2 separate regions of the Ovis aries genome follow, and region 1 is linked to region 2. A link is a contact called in public Hi-C data. All regions are on one chromosome and are shown on one strand. Each heading gives the region's core, a stretch centred on a gene start, on an enhancer-like site or on the middle of the called end of the contact. The rest is flanking DNA. Distances are from core to core; before and after follow the strand shown. Region 1 overlaps VKORC1L1 (vitamin K epoxide reductase complex subunit 1 like 1). Region 2 overlaps LOC105604743 (a long non-coding RNA gene).

Evidence for each region. Hi-C and Micro-C count contacts between places; a contact is called where the count stands out from the background.
Region 1: a contact with region 2 is called in a Hi-C map of liver, with 3 times the contacts expected there. The contact joins two enhancer-like sites. A contact is called at or near these places in 4 of 16 Hi-C or Micro-C datasets (blood, liver and retroperitoneal adipose tissue).

The regions. Positions count from the first base shown.
Region 1 is chr24:28,351,440-28,354,704 of ARS-UI_Ramb_v3.0, forward strand. All of the region lies in intron 1 of VKORC1L1 (vitamin K epoxide reductase complex subunit 1 like 1), which reads left to right. Among named protein-coding and RNA genes, the nearest start is that of VKORC1L1, 6.7 kb to the left of the region's middle. Within about 2 kb of position 1,467, at least 4 of the 54 cell types and tissues checked have an H3K27ac peak or open chromatin away from gene starts, as enhancers often do. A contact at or near this core is called in liver, where this site is marked.
Region 2 is chr24:28,310,976-28,314,429 of ARS-UI_Ramb_v3.0, forward strand. All of the region lies in intron 1 of LOC105604743 (a long non-coding RNA gene), which reads right to left. Among named protein-coding and RNA genes, the nearest start is that of VKORC1L1, 34 kb to the right of the region's middle. Within about 2 kb of position 1,831, at least 2 of the 54 cell types and tissues checked have an H3K27ac peak or open chromatin away from gene starts, as enhancers often do. A contact at or near this core is called in liver, where this site is marked.

The DNA.
Region 1 (3,265 bases), core at 217-2,716, 40 kb after region 2:
CATCTTATGTGTATACAGGCATAAATATGACATTAGTCTCCCAGTTTTTTAAACATAAAGCTGCCATATTCTATGTTCTGATCTGTACTTTCCTCTTTGCTAGCATTCTTTCCATCACCACTATACTTTTAAGTGCTTACATTCATGTTTGGTGGAATGTTAATAGTAACTGCTTCTGTGTAAGAGAAAATTTGTTCTGCTAGTTAGTTTTGATCAAGATCAATTTAATAAATAAAACACAGATTCTTATGTGACCACTGTTTCAGGAGCAGTATGAACATCAGAGTGTAAGCAGAATAGATGTCACAAAGAGGTGAAGCTGGATTGCCATGTGTTAGAGATAATTGTTAATACTTGGATAATGTTTACTGTGTGCTAGGCACTGTTCTGAATGCTTTACATATGTTATTTAATTCTTGAAACTGTCCTGTGAGGCATTTTTATTACCATTTTACAGATGAGAAGATTGAAGTACACAGAGGGTAAATGAAACTTGATTTAGAAAATACAGTGGCAGAGATCACATTTTCACCCAGGCAGTTTGGCTCTTTACCACTACTTTATTTTTAAAATTTTTGCTCTGCAGCTTGTGGGATCTTAGTTTCCCAGCCAGGAATCAAACTGGTGCTCCCTGCAGGGAGAGCTCAGTCTTAACTGGACTGTCAGGGAAGTCCCTCTTTACCTCTACTTTAAATTCCATTTGATCTGATAGTGATACAGTAATACCAATATGAGCCAAATTTTAAAAATATACACACATCTATGCTTTTTTTTCCATCTGTGCCTAGTTTCGTGTTTTAGCTTTTACTTATTGAGAGTGATCTTTTTGGAAAAGCAAGGACATTACTCTGAAGGCATGATGTTCAAGAAGTAACTCGTTGGAGTGTTTGCTTTCTAAGCCTAAACTTATAAAGATACGGCTTTTGTCACACCCAGTTAGTGAGCAGAGTCCTAGTGGGGTGAGGATCAGGAAGACCTAACAGAATAGCTGAGAGAAGAAACATCAGGTGGATCTTGGTACCTGGAGGTATGGAGGGGAGGGGGGAAGAGTTATTTTGAATTGAAGGAAATGGCAACCCACTCCAGTATTCTTGCCTGGAGAATCCCATGGACGGAGGAGCCTGGTGGGCTACAGTCCATGGGGTTGCAGAGTCGGACACGACTGAGCAACTTCACTTCACTTCCCTAGGGTGGGGCAGTCCTTTCTGAGAGAGGTGTTGATTCATGAGGACTTAGAGACTAGAGAGTTGCGCCTGGGGTGTGGTGGAGGTAAATCTCCAGAACTAAGAATTTGAGGGAGATTCATTTCCTGGATGATTTGAAAGAATTCTAAATATGTGGAAAGGCAAAAAACGGTGACCATTCTGTGGGGGGGAGCAAACAGTCATATTCTCACGTAACAGAAACTTACCTGGGTCAGGAAAGGACTGGAATCTAGAGGCTGGCCAGAAAAATGCACAGCCAGGCATTCTTGTAATCCACGTGTTCTTGTAAACATAGATAAGATTTAGAAGCACTGTGCCATGGGCTTCTCTTCTGTAATGTGTTTGTACTAGATTGCACTAGGTTTGTACCAGATTATTAATTTAAAGAATTCATTCCCCAGAATCCTAATTTTATGGTAGTACAACATGGGTTTCATAAGCATTTGAGTCACATTTTTAACACTGTAAACTTTAAAACACTGTAAACACTGTTAACCAGGGCTTCCCTGGTAGCTCAGCGGGTAAAGAATCTCCTGCAATGCAGGAGACCCCCGTTTGATGCCTGCATTGGGGATCTGTTGGAGAAGGGATAGGCTACCCACTCCAGTATTACTGGACTTCCCTGGTGGCTCAGACAGTAAAGAATCCACCTATTTCCACCTGCAGTGCGGGAGACCTGGGTTCGATCCCTGTTTTGGGGAAATCCCCTGGAGAAGGGAATGGTTTCCCACTCCAGTATTCTGGCCTGGAGAATTCCGTGGACAGAGTCTGGCAGACTACAGTCCATGGGGTTGCAAAGAGCTGGGCATGACTGAGCGATTTCCACTTCAAACATTGATACGCATTCAAATTTTATATCATGCTAAATTTTAACAAATTAAAGACTGCTGATTTGTACTGCCAGGTTATCTAGGTTAAAAAAAAAGTCTTTAAAGGTTACATTCTATACAGTTGCATTTATATAACATTGTTGAGATAACAAAGTTATAGAAATGAAGACTAGATTAGTTGTTGCCGGGAATTAGGAGCAGGGGAAGGAAGGTGTGGCTGAGGAGGCAGCATGAGGGAGCTTTGCGGGGAGGGGACAGTTCTGTATCTCAGCTGTTGGTACTCAAAGCTACAAGTGTCAAATGCGAAATTGCATAGAGCACACGCATGAATGTAAAAGTGATGAAAATATTAATAAACTCTGTGGATTGTACCATAGTCAGTTTCCTTGTGATCTTGCACTAGAAGTATGTAAGATATTACCATTGAAGGAAGTTAGGTGAAGGGTCCTTGGGACCTGCCTGTACAGTTTTTTGCAAATTCCTGTGATTTATAACTATTTTTAAATAAAACATTAAAAAAAAAGAGAGAAAAGGCAATGTAGTTAGGATATTTGAGGGAAAAAGAAAAAAACTAAAATTATCCATAATGCCAACAGCCAGGTAACAATTCTTATAATGACATTGCTTGCTTTCTTTGTGCATGTACTGGAATTCCTAAAAATTCTGTTGATTGGAAAAATTGTAGCTTTATATTGTTCTTTTTAAAATTCAGACCAGTGCTTATTTGTTCATGTAAGATTATAGGAGCAAATTTGCTCCTATAGACAGCTCTCATTGCATTGTGCAGTAACATGTGACTGCTCTGTATATATAATGTCTTGATGTCAGATTAGTATATATTTTAAGTTTCATATTTTTCTTTCTACCAAAATATTTGTGGTTACCACATATTCTCATTGATATTATTAGAGATTTAACTTAGAATTTTTCTACTTGGACTTCTGGACAGGTGTAATAAATCCTTGGATAGCAAAAATGTGCTGTTTTTAAAAGAATGACAAAGACTTATTTGTAACTGCTAATCTCTGTGAATCAGGTTTTTTATATATATATATATATATATATATACTGGGCAATAAACAAAACAGGTTTGTCCCAGTCTTCCAGAACTTATTAGAGTTTGTGTTCATCAGAAGAAATTCACTGTAAATATTATAAATTTGAGCTTTTCAAATACACTAATAGAATGAAATGCTGCTTTAATTTGTTTCTCATATTGTAGGTCCATAT
Region 2 (3,454 bases), core at 581-3,080:
GAGCTTTAGTAACTGTGGCACGTGTGCATGGGCTTTGCTGTCCCACAGCACATGGGAACTTCCCAACCCAGGGATCGAACCCATGTCTCTTTCGATGGCAGGTGGATTCTTTACCACTGAGCCACCAGGGAAGCCCCATGATGTCTTTTACTTGACATTAGAACTTGACTTAAAAGCTATCTCTCACCTGTGCCACCTTCTCTTTCCCAGTTGACTTTGGAGATTCCTGTCTGAGATCCCATAGTCCTTTTTTTCCATATCTTTACCATAGCGTTCTTTTTAGCGGCAGCTGCAGAATCTCCACCTCAGAAAACGCAGGGGCAGAAATTTGGTTCGGGGTAGTTGGGTTTGGAGGGTGCTGCAGCTCCCTGACGTGTCTCACTGTCAAATACACTCTTTTTGCTTGGATGGTATTGATTTATTTTTAACTGCATGGCATGGCTTGCAGGATCTTAGTTGCCCAACCAGGGATTGAACCCAGGCCAGCGGCAGTGGACTGGCCAAGTCCTGACCACTGGACTGCCAGGGAACTCCCATGTAGGGACATTTTTTGGTGTGACTTTAGTGGAGGTGTTGAAAATGATGAGGATACTGTACTGAAGACCCCCCCAGCACCCACCCGTTGGCACACCTGGGGGTTGGGGTGGGGCTGTTGGGGTCTGTTTACAGGGTAGTCATCAGGAAGAAAGAGCACCAAGGCACATACCTCAAGAGTGATGGGCCAGGGTCCTGGGAATAGTGGCTAAGTGTTGCTTTTCAGGCTATTTCATCATCCTCCAGCCCACAGCCCAGATGGAGAGGATGTTAGAGAGGCAGGTGGGGCCAGCCCCTGCGGTGTCTCGCAGGCCCTGGTATATGGTGGGACCCCACTGTAGAGTTTGCAGCCAGGGAATTATCTGGTCTGAACATGGTTCACACACACCACTCCCACTGTCTTATGGAAACAGGGTTTAGAGGGACACAAGGAAGTGGGGTCGGCTCTGCACATGGGTCCTTGTGGCAGCAGTGGAGCCTCAAGGCAGCCATGGGCCTGGCAGTCGTTGCTACTCTGGGCCCTCACGACGCTGGAAGACATGGTTATGAGCATGCCGCCTCACAGGAGGGTCCCAACGGGGTAGCCAAGAACACGCGCGACACACACCCTGGGCAACTCAGGCTCTCTCGAGATGGAGTTCCCAGAGAGAAGGTTGGGTAGGACCAGCACCAATGACTCTGGTGGTGGCCTCACTTTTCTTCTCTAGGCTAGTGTTAGCGAGGCTGGGGAAACACGGGTGGCACATTTATTGCCATTTGCTTTTGGTTTGATTTTGCTTTGTTTTAGCTGCCCCTCGCATCATGTGAGATCTCAGCTCCCCAACCAGGAATTGAGCGCTGGCAGTGGAAGCACAGAGTCCTAACCGCTGGATCGCCAGGGAATTCCCATATTGCCACTTCTTTTTCATCAGTCATTAAGAAAGATATTTGAAGTACCCAGAAATGATAAGCTTCCGGAGGGTTTTGAAACCACTCTTATGGGAAACACTAAAGAAGTACAAAGTATCATTATTAATGAAAGTGGACAAAAGTAACCATGAGTCAATAGTACTTTGTACTTGAACCATTTTCCAGCAAAGCATCTCAAAGGGCTGGCTATATCTGAACATCATACCCTTTCACATAGATCTGTGATGACGACTTCTGTTAAGACCTATATATGACCCTTGTCAGGGTGAGATCACCGGCTATTTCCCAAATCAGAGAGATATTGGATAACAGCCTTGGTCAGGATATGAGTATTGCATTTGGCTTGTCATAATAAGTTCCTGGCCCAGACAGGTGGACTATTGCAGAAATGTGTGTGTGTGAACACTCAGTGGGGGTGGGTTAAACTCGATAAAACCAGGAAGAGGCAGGCTGCTAGAAGGGACGTTGACTTTGACATTGAGGCAAAGTTCGAACGCTGCCCTTCCTAGTATGTGACTCTAAAAAATTAACAAATACCCATGAGCCTCAGTTTCCTCTTTTGAAAAATGAAAATGATAATTCATCCCGTGATCAGTTATATGTGGATTAGATGAGTCAATATGAGCAAAGTACTTAGTACATAATAAGGGCTGAATAAATATTTCCTGTAGCTCATTCTTAATGACTACTTAACTTAAAATTTTTTTAGAATGACTATTGTTCTTGAAAAAATTATTTGTGATTATATAAAATTTAAGTCCTAGGGAATTCCCCGGAAGTCCAGTGACTAGGACTCCACGTTTTCACTGCTGAGGGCCTGGGTTCAATCCTTGGTCTGCAAGATTCTGCAAGCCTTGTGGCCCAGCAAAAAAAAAGAAAAAAAAATCAAAACAAATACAAAAGCACAAAGAAGAAAGTAACAAATCATGAAATTTCCTACCACCAAGAAATAACTGTTTTTAACACTAGGTTATAATCATTTCATACCTCTTTCTGGGCAAATAGGTAGTTTACTAGGTAGTTAGATGAGTGAGTGGATGAAAAATAACTTACAGGGGCTTCTCTGGTGGCTCAGCGATTAAGAATCCACCGCCAATGCAGAAGACGTGAGTTAGATTCCTGATCCAGGAGGATCCCACATGCCGAGGAGCAACTAAGCTCCTGCGTTACAGTGATTGAGTCTGTGCCCTAGAGCCTGGGGATCGAAACTGCTGAGTTCATGTGCCATAGCCATGGAAGCCCACGCGCCGAGAGTCAGTGCTCTGTAGTAAGAGAAGCTCGTGCACCGCGACTGGGGTAGCCCACACAGCAAGAGAGACCAGGCACAAACAGAAATAAATGAACACAAGCAAATAAAAGGATTTTGAAAACAGCTTTACATATTTGTACTTTGGTTCAAATGAAACTGTGAACTTTAATTTTGCTTACTGTAACAGAGCTAAAGGAAGACGAAAGGATTTTCTGAACTTCAGGTAAATGCTTATGTACTAATTAATGTTATTGGTTTCTTTGAGATTCACTCAGCTTATGAATAAAAGATAATTATAAAATACAATGATTCTTTTTAAATGACAGTTTCTGTTTAGCTCATATCTGTTTCCTGAATTGGTGCATGTTTGAGAGTTGCTGCTTAATGCTTTTATACTTGGGATCACATCCTTTTGGATGGAATATTGTTCTTTTTTTTTTAAACAAGAAGTTTATTTGACCAACAAAATGCTTGACTTGAAGGGAAAATTATTTCAGATTAATTTCTATGAGAGTAATTTATCCCTACTTAAAGACAGGATTCAACCCCTGGATCAGGAAGATCCCCTGGAGAAGGAAATGGCAACCTAATCCAGTGTTTTTGCCTGGGAAATCCCATGGACAGAGAAGCCTGGGCGGGCTACAGTCCATGGGGTCCCAAAGAATCTGACACAACTTAGCAACTAAAATAACAACAAAGGCAGATTGCCCTACATGTAATAGCTTCATATAAAAATGTTACAAAATTCCTTGGTTTTACAAT